Linked DNA regions of Mus musculus: region 1 is linked to region 2. A link is a contact called in public Hi-C data. All regions are on one chromosome and are shown on one strand. The core of a region is the stretch at or near the end of the contact, and the rest is flanking DNA. Distances in the headings are between cores, read along the strand shown. Region 1 holds the start of Fam184b (family with sequence similarity 184, member B). Region 2 has its middle 17 kb from the start of Lap3.

The links. Hi-C and Micro-C count contacts between places; a contact is called where the count stands out from the background.
Region 1: a Hi-C map of forebrain shows a contact between it and region 2, with 3 times the contacts expected there. The contact joins the promoter of Fam184b here to the enhancer-like site in region 2. A contact is called at or near these places in 7 of 39 promoter capture datasets (the C10 cell line, embryonic stem cells, hippocampal neurons and 2 more), 4 of 484 Hi-C or Micro-C datasets (the N1E-115 cell line, cerebral cortex, forebrain and 1 more), 3 of 115 datasets of contacts at active chromatin or transcription factors (a beta-TC-6 cell line, embryonic stem cells and stem cell-derived neural progenitor cells) and 2 of 9 other capture datasets (adipose tissue and liver).

Annotation. Positions count from the first base shown.
Region 1 is chr5:45,638,233-45,641,736 of GRCm38.p6, reverse strand. It overlaps Fam184b (family with sequence similarity 184, member B), which reads left to right and starts at 2,236. Exons shown (of 16, transcript NM_021416.3): 1 at 2,236-2,644. The coding sequence starts at 2,498. It overlaps 9630001P10Rik (RIKEN cDNA 9630001P10 gene), which reads right to left and starts at 2,462. Exons shown (of 4, transcript NR_102378.1): 1 at 2,201-2,462; 2 at 1,391-1,448; 3 at 1-136.
Region 2 is chr5:45,474,529-45,477,999 of GRCm38.p6, reverse strand. No RefSeq gene overlaps it. Among named protein-coding and RNA genes, the nearest start is that of Lap3, 17 kb to the left of the region's middle. Within about 2 kb of position 1,374, at least 28 of the 459 cell types and tissues checked have an H3K27ac peak or open chromatin away from gene starts, as enhancers often do. A contact at or near this core is called in forebrain, where this site is marked.

The DNA of each region.
Region 1 (3,504 bases), core at 987-3,486, 160 kb before region 2:
TCAAACACATGTGTTTCACCCTTTTGGAGTAGAATTATGAGAAATTTGCTTTTCTATTTAGTGAGAAGCATTTATTGCAAACAATACTTCAGGTCTGTTCCCCCTTTGGGTGTTGGAGAGTTCCATTAATTTGAATCTAGAAAAAGACCAGAAATAAAACTATATTAATGCCAGGTTCATTCCTCCCAGTGTACTCTAAAGTCAAGTGTACACTTTGCAAACCGATCATGTTACCTGTACTGAGAAAACTCTTGTGCCCGACTCTCCTTTTTCCACTGGTTTCCACACCTATTACCACTAACACAATTTTAAGGTGGGAAGCTAGAAACGATGATATTACCAAATAGTTACAGGCAGCTATTTCCAAAATTGTGGTCCTCCTAATGGTCATATTAATATTTTATATAGCCTGATTATATTTTTGCCTTAACACATTTTATTACAAAATGGCATACTCTGTGCTGTTATATTAATATACTTAATGACATCTCAGTGCAAATGTTGCCATTTTGTGACAAGGTGATCTGTTTTTGTTGTTCCTTCGGGAGAGAAGATTGAGAAACTCCGCTCCTGTCTCAGAGGGCTTGGATTTCAGGAGTTCACCACCATACCTAGTCCCAACACACATTTTAAAAAATTGTCTAATTTCTTGATATTAATGCAAGGAAGAAATGAAAGGGATGAAATGAAATTAAATAGTATGCCTTTTAGTATATAAATTGAGTAACTTGATGATGATGTAGTATTCGGGTGCTTGCACGTTAGGAGACTTGCCACCAATGTGGCAAGTGTGTGTTCACTCTCAAATACCAAGAGTCACAGGGCCACTGATGTGATAATCCAAATTAGTGAATATTTTTTTGGTTCAGTATTCTCATTCCATGAAGGCTAATTTTCTTCTCATTTGCACAGTGGTTGAATTTCTGTAAAAATGATATTATTTATATACTAAAAATAGCATTCTATAAAATTTGGAAATAAATAGGAAGCCTGTATTTAATACATGGACTCCTGTGACCCTGATCACCAAAGATTTTTGTCCCACGGAGTTGTGGGATAAGCCTAAGGTTCTCTTGGTTGCTCCTCTGGGTGCTCTGTAATGCCTGGGAGGTAGACAGGGGTTCACAGTTGTGGTATCACTGTCCCCATTTCACACCCAACTGCCGTTTGTAATCACCTGATCAAATAGTTAATTTTTCCCACCTATAAAATGAGTATTGTTATTGGAGGGCGAGAAGTTTATAAAATAAAATATATTAGCCAGGCAAAATCATAATAATGACACTATTGCCACTTCAGAAAAATCTGACCAGGATTCTGTCTTGTTTCTCAAAGTCCATTGTTCAAAACCAAAAAAAAAAGCCAGAAACGATTTTGGTTCTCTACCTACCTGCTTTCCCAGTCTAAGGGGCAACAACTTCAAAACGCAACAAGGTTCAGCCTCGGGTCTGTCTGAGGTAATGGCACAGGTTAGATGAGCTCCTTTGCTTTAACTGGGTAGGCTTGACTTTCCAGACCCATCTGGTGCCCCTTGTAACTTCCTTTCCCACTACCACCCTTTCTAGCTCTTGCAGGACTTTTTTTCCTTGTCGCTACCTCTTTCCCTACTCTGAGACCGAAATCTGGCGATGCCCCGCCCCCAACCCACCCCCAAGTTTCGGTCACTAGTGACCTTTGAGTGGACGATGTGGGGAGATCTCTAGCATCACTGAGCAGGTCCTATCCAAGGTCAGGAAGGGGGGCTTCCAATTCAGTCCCACCGTGTAGTTCTGAGGTTCCAGCTCTATTCCCACTTTGAGCTCCAGATCTCAACCTCCTAGAATCGGAGTGGTTAGCTCCCTCATCCCCACTTCTGCCCTTCAGCATCCCGCCTCCTCTCTTCACCCTCGCTCTAAGCATCAGGGCTGCAGGAATAAGACCCGCTCTCTCATCTGTCCCATCTACTACTACAGGATTTTCTAATATTTTCATTCTGATTTGCCGATCTGCTAGGGACTAAAGCCAGCATTTCTTCCTCTTGGCCTGAGCTATCCACCTCGGGCTGGATCGCTCACAGTGGAGTTGGAAGCTCCAAGCCACCCAGTTGGCCAAGGAGAGGGAAGGGAAAAAAAAAAAAAAAAAACCCTGCCCAGGGCACCGCCCCCACCTCCTGTCCCCCAACACCCCTCAGAAGCTGTCCTCTTGCAGGTATAGCCCGCACCCTCTCGGAAGCATCCGCAGATGGTAAACCTCACGTGCAAGGCGCCAGCGCTACGCTGCATGGTGCGGGTGCCCGTGAGCCAGCTAGCTCGCGAACGAGCACGAGCAGAGGAAGGTGGTGCGCGAGTGGGCCCGGGAAGGAGACACCTCCGGAAAGAGAGCCACGCGGCTGTGCTGGCAGGACTGCAGTGCCACCTCTCTGGAGAAAGCTCTCACGCCCGTGCTCGAACGCACGTGCACACGGCCAGCGGTGAGAGCGCGCGAGTCAGAGCATTTCAGTGCAGGGCTCCTTAAAGCGATGGCATCTGCCCTCAACAGCAAAATTCACCCGCCAGGAACCTGCGCGAGCTCCAAAGCCGACGCCCGCGGTGGCTCGGGCTGGAGAATGGACTGTGATCCGGAGATGCACGTGAAAATGTGCAAGAAGATCGCTCAGCTCACTAAGGTAAGGCGGGGTGCTGCGGGCAGACCAGCTGTGTGCCACAGGCACCCAGAGTAGGGGTGGGAGTGTAGAAGCACCCCAGGGGAGGACCGCACTGAATCCCCACAAACTTTGTCACAGAGACCAAAGGAAGCTGTTCTGTATCTGAGTGAAGTGACCTTCTGGAGACTGCATTTGGAAGCAGCAGACAGGATTCTTTGCCAAGGAAACTCCCGCAGCCTGCTTGCTTAGCAGGTGGGCTGTGCTTTCCCAAGGCTAGAGGGTGTGTGTGTGTGTGTGTGTGTGTGTGTGTGTGTGAGAGAGAGAGAGAGAGAGAGAGAGAGAGAGAGAGAGAGAGAGAGAGAGAGAGAGAGAGAGATCATGTTCCCTTGCCAGCCCTGTTCAAACCTTCAAACCATCATGCCTGGAATGTTGTGATTTTATTCTCTATATCTGGGGAGATCATGTGAGACCTATTTAAACACGATTCATTAATTCCTTCATTCAACAAATATTTGAATCATTTGTTGAGTGCTAGCAGTCTTTCGTGGCATCGTACTAAACCTGGAAGGAAGCCCAGGGGACTTACTGTCAAACTGACTACAGGCATGTGTTGGATCATAAATGGGAAAGGGTAGGATGCTGTGTATGCTTGTGGTAATGGAAAAGACCTTGGGAGGTCAGCCAGCCCATATCCCTACTTCATCTCAGGATCTTGGTTGAATATATCCAGTATGTATACTTGAGATGTTGCCAATGCAGGTTGTTAATCCCTGGCAATTTCCCGGTTAGGAACAACTCCGCACAGATTCCCTCCACATATCTGTAGAGATGTCTTTCCTGCAGGGTTTGAGTAGTTTAAATTGTTTACTTGGTATTTTCCA
Region 2 (3,471 bases), core at 125-2,624:
CCCTCGTATTTCCCAAGCTGATTTAAAGAACCCTGGGCCACCCAGGACATGAGGGGGCATGCAACAGGCACCTAGATGAGTTGGCAGCAGCTCGGGTGAGCTATCCTGGAGTGCCGCCAGTGAGGGAAGCCTGAGTGCACTGCTGCAGATGAGACAGGGAGACATGAGATTAGGCAGGAAGAGCACCCATGCTCATAGGCTTTGAGCACCACCCACATAACCATAAGCACAGGATAGGAAAAGAGCCCGGGAAGTCGTCCAGACAGGTAGGTGGTAGACGCCTGGCAAAAGGACAGGTGGGTGAGGAGAAGCCACTCAACAAGAATAACGACCTAAGAATCCTACAGGTTTACAATGTGGAGGTCATTCTTCATCTTGGCAAGAGAGAGTGCACTGGTTGTTGCCATCTCCAACAGGCCATGTAGAAATATAAAGCCGACTCACACCACTTCTCTGTTCAAAGCAACAGGCCTTACCCACTCCTTGCTTAGCAGATTCACGGGGACCTTGCACAACCCTGGAGTTGTGTGAAGCTCGCCACTTCCAAACAACCACCCATGGGCCTCATCTTGGAATCTCTGCTTTGTTGGTCACACAGACTCTTTACTGTTCCTGGGCAAGCCAGAGTTTCCTGCCACAGGGTCCTGACGCCTGTTTGCTTAGTCAGGAATGATGCTCTTAGATTCTGCTAAACTCACGTCTCTGCTTTCCATAGGTTTGTTTCAGTGCTACTTGTAAGGGACCTCAGCTGACACTTTAGATCATAGACATTTAGATCATAGAGTCCCTGAGAGCTCTGCCCTTATTTCCTACTTTATTATTTTTTCATAGCATCATTTACTATTATTTAAAAAAATTATCTCAGCATCTTCACAGTACAACAAAAGCAGTATACCTACTTTATAAAGGCTGTGAGAAGTAGTCAGCACATCAAAAGCCCTTTGTATAGAGATTTGCCCACCAAAGGGGCTCAGTCACACTGGCAATAACTGTTTCCTCTTAACCGTCAAAGACAGGTTAAAGGTTGATAGAGCTTAGTGTTTGGCGTACTTTTAGTATCTGAGAGAACTTGGTGGATGCAGCTGACAGTGGCTGTGTCTGTGAAGGTGTGAATATAGCACCGTTGACTCTGGTTCATCCTTTCCACAGTGACTGAGAATTATTTCTTCCCCACCCAATAATGCTGACACCTTCACAGTATTTTCAACAGCAACTACAGCACCCGTGGCAAACTTGTACAATCGTAACTTCTACGAGTATTACAGTTGGACAGCTGTCTTATAGACACATATAGAGTCTCAAGGGAGGAACGTTTGCTGGCATTTTGTTAACATGGGGGGGAGGGTTGCATCAGCTTAGATGTATCTCTGTCTGGAGAGCATGCTCTCTTGTCAACGTGAGTCGCTGTTCTCCGCCGTGGGTGGCAGACACTGGCGATCATCCCTCCACACTTGGGAGGCATTTTCTTTGGCTGCAGTTCAATAGGCAGTTTGCACTGCATTATTGTCTAGCCTGACGTGTTGCTTGTGCAATGGGAATGCTTACAAAGCCAGCCTGTCTTGGGGGCTGCTAATTAATCCTTCTTCACTCCTTGGGAGGTGACCCAGGAATGTGTATGGAGTGACTGTTCATAGGCAGAACCATATTTCTCAGAGGAAGCCATGTTCAAAAGCATAATTTCACTCCAGTGTTTACTGAAGAGCCTGACCTCCCAGTTTCACCCTAGCTCCACTCCTCAGAACCTCTAAAGTAGCCTGAAAGTCTGCTACTTTAAAATATTTTGCGAGGCCAGTTTAATACTTGTTAACTCTGTCCGTACTTCTGTAATCTATGGTTCTAGTTAGAAAAATCAGTGTTGGACAATATGAGTGGAATACAGCCATAGACAGAAGCAACCACTTCCAGCTAGGCATGGATTCAACCCAAGGAAAAGGGTGTGTGCGCGCATGCATGTGCGAATGGTGTGTATCCGGTAGTGCACACTTGGCACGGGGCAAGCCTGACTATGCTAGAGCACAGGAACATGTCATCTGGCCTCTGAAAAGAGACAGGCTCAGAAAAATAAATAAATTCCACTTTTACTAGTTCCCAAGAAGAATGTAACCTCACACTTCCCTCCTGGGCCCTTGAGATCTGTGGGTTTGGCTGATGTTCTTACTAGAGGAGGCTACTGATCACTTACAGATTTGGGTAATTCTGCACTTATATTGGAACATGCAGGATGAGGGTCGGTCCACCTGAGTTTAGGAATGCGTTCATCACAGGCATCCTTGGTATGGCTCACACAGCACTATCCTCTATACTAGGGCAGTACCTCACAGGTGTGGGGAGACTTAGAATGCCTAACTGCAAGGAGGTACAGTTGTCTATTGGTCCTGTGAAGATACACTTTCTGAGTCTGTAGGACTGGGGTGGCCCTGAGATGCCTTTACATCAAGTTCTCTGCCACCACCACCACAGCCCATCTGCCGCTGCCGCCACTGCTTGCTGCTGCCACTGCTACTGGCTCAAAACCTCACTGAGTAGTGGCCTTGCTTCTTCTTTCACCTTCCCTTTTGCATTTCTTTGCTGTTTTCCTCCTTTGCCCATTTCTTCCCCCCCTCCCACCGTGTGCATGTCTGTCTGTCTGTCTGCCTCTGTCTCTCTCCGTGTGTGTGTGTGTGTGTGTGTGTGTGTGTGTGTGCATGCAGTATTTTGAATACAGTCAAATGTTCAGAGACCAGTGCCTTCCTCTTTCAACCCCTTCCCTTCCCTTCCCTTCCCTTCCCTCCCCTCCCCTCCCCTCCCCTCCCCTCCCCTCCCCTCCCTCTCCCCTCCCCTCTCCCTCCCCTCCCCTCCCCTCCCCTCCCCTTCCCTTCCCTTCCCGAGACAGGATCTCTCAATGAACTATAGTTAATTTTCAAAAGCATTTTTCTGGGACTGGATGTAGCTTAGTGGTGGTTCAGAATTTGGCCAACATGAACAGGGCCTAGTGTTTGGGTCTTATAAACAAAATACTCCTGATAGATAATTCTGAACTTTAACCAGGGCACTTTGAACTTTGCTACTGGAATAAGTTCTTGTGCTTCCGTATTGATTTCCTTACTCTCCCCAAATGATGAAACATATTGACGCATCATAGTAGTTTAGGAAACCGAGAATTTAAGAAAATAAATAAAAATGCAAGCAGTGCTTTAATCTATATTTTTTTCTTTTAATTTTGCATTTTATCAGTTTTGTATTATTAGAATGACAGGAACTCCCCCAAAAGGTGGGCATTTATAGGCAAAATATTGAGCCCTGTCATTTGTCATTATGCCTGATGGATTGTCATTTTAGGTCCCTCTGTTGCTGCAGAAGATCAGAAAGACTTTTGTTACGTACTGATGACGAATAAGATGTCAGATCTCTACAGTCCTTTTTCTGATCCCATGGTCCTGCAACACCCTGAGAAATGACCCCCTACTATACATAGAAATAGTGAATAAAGTG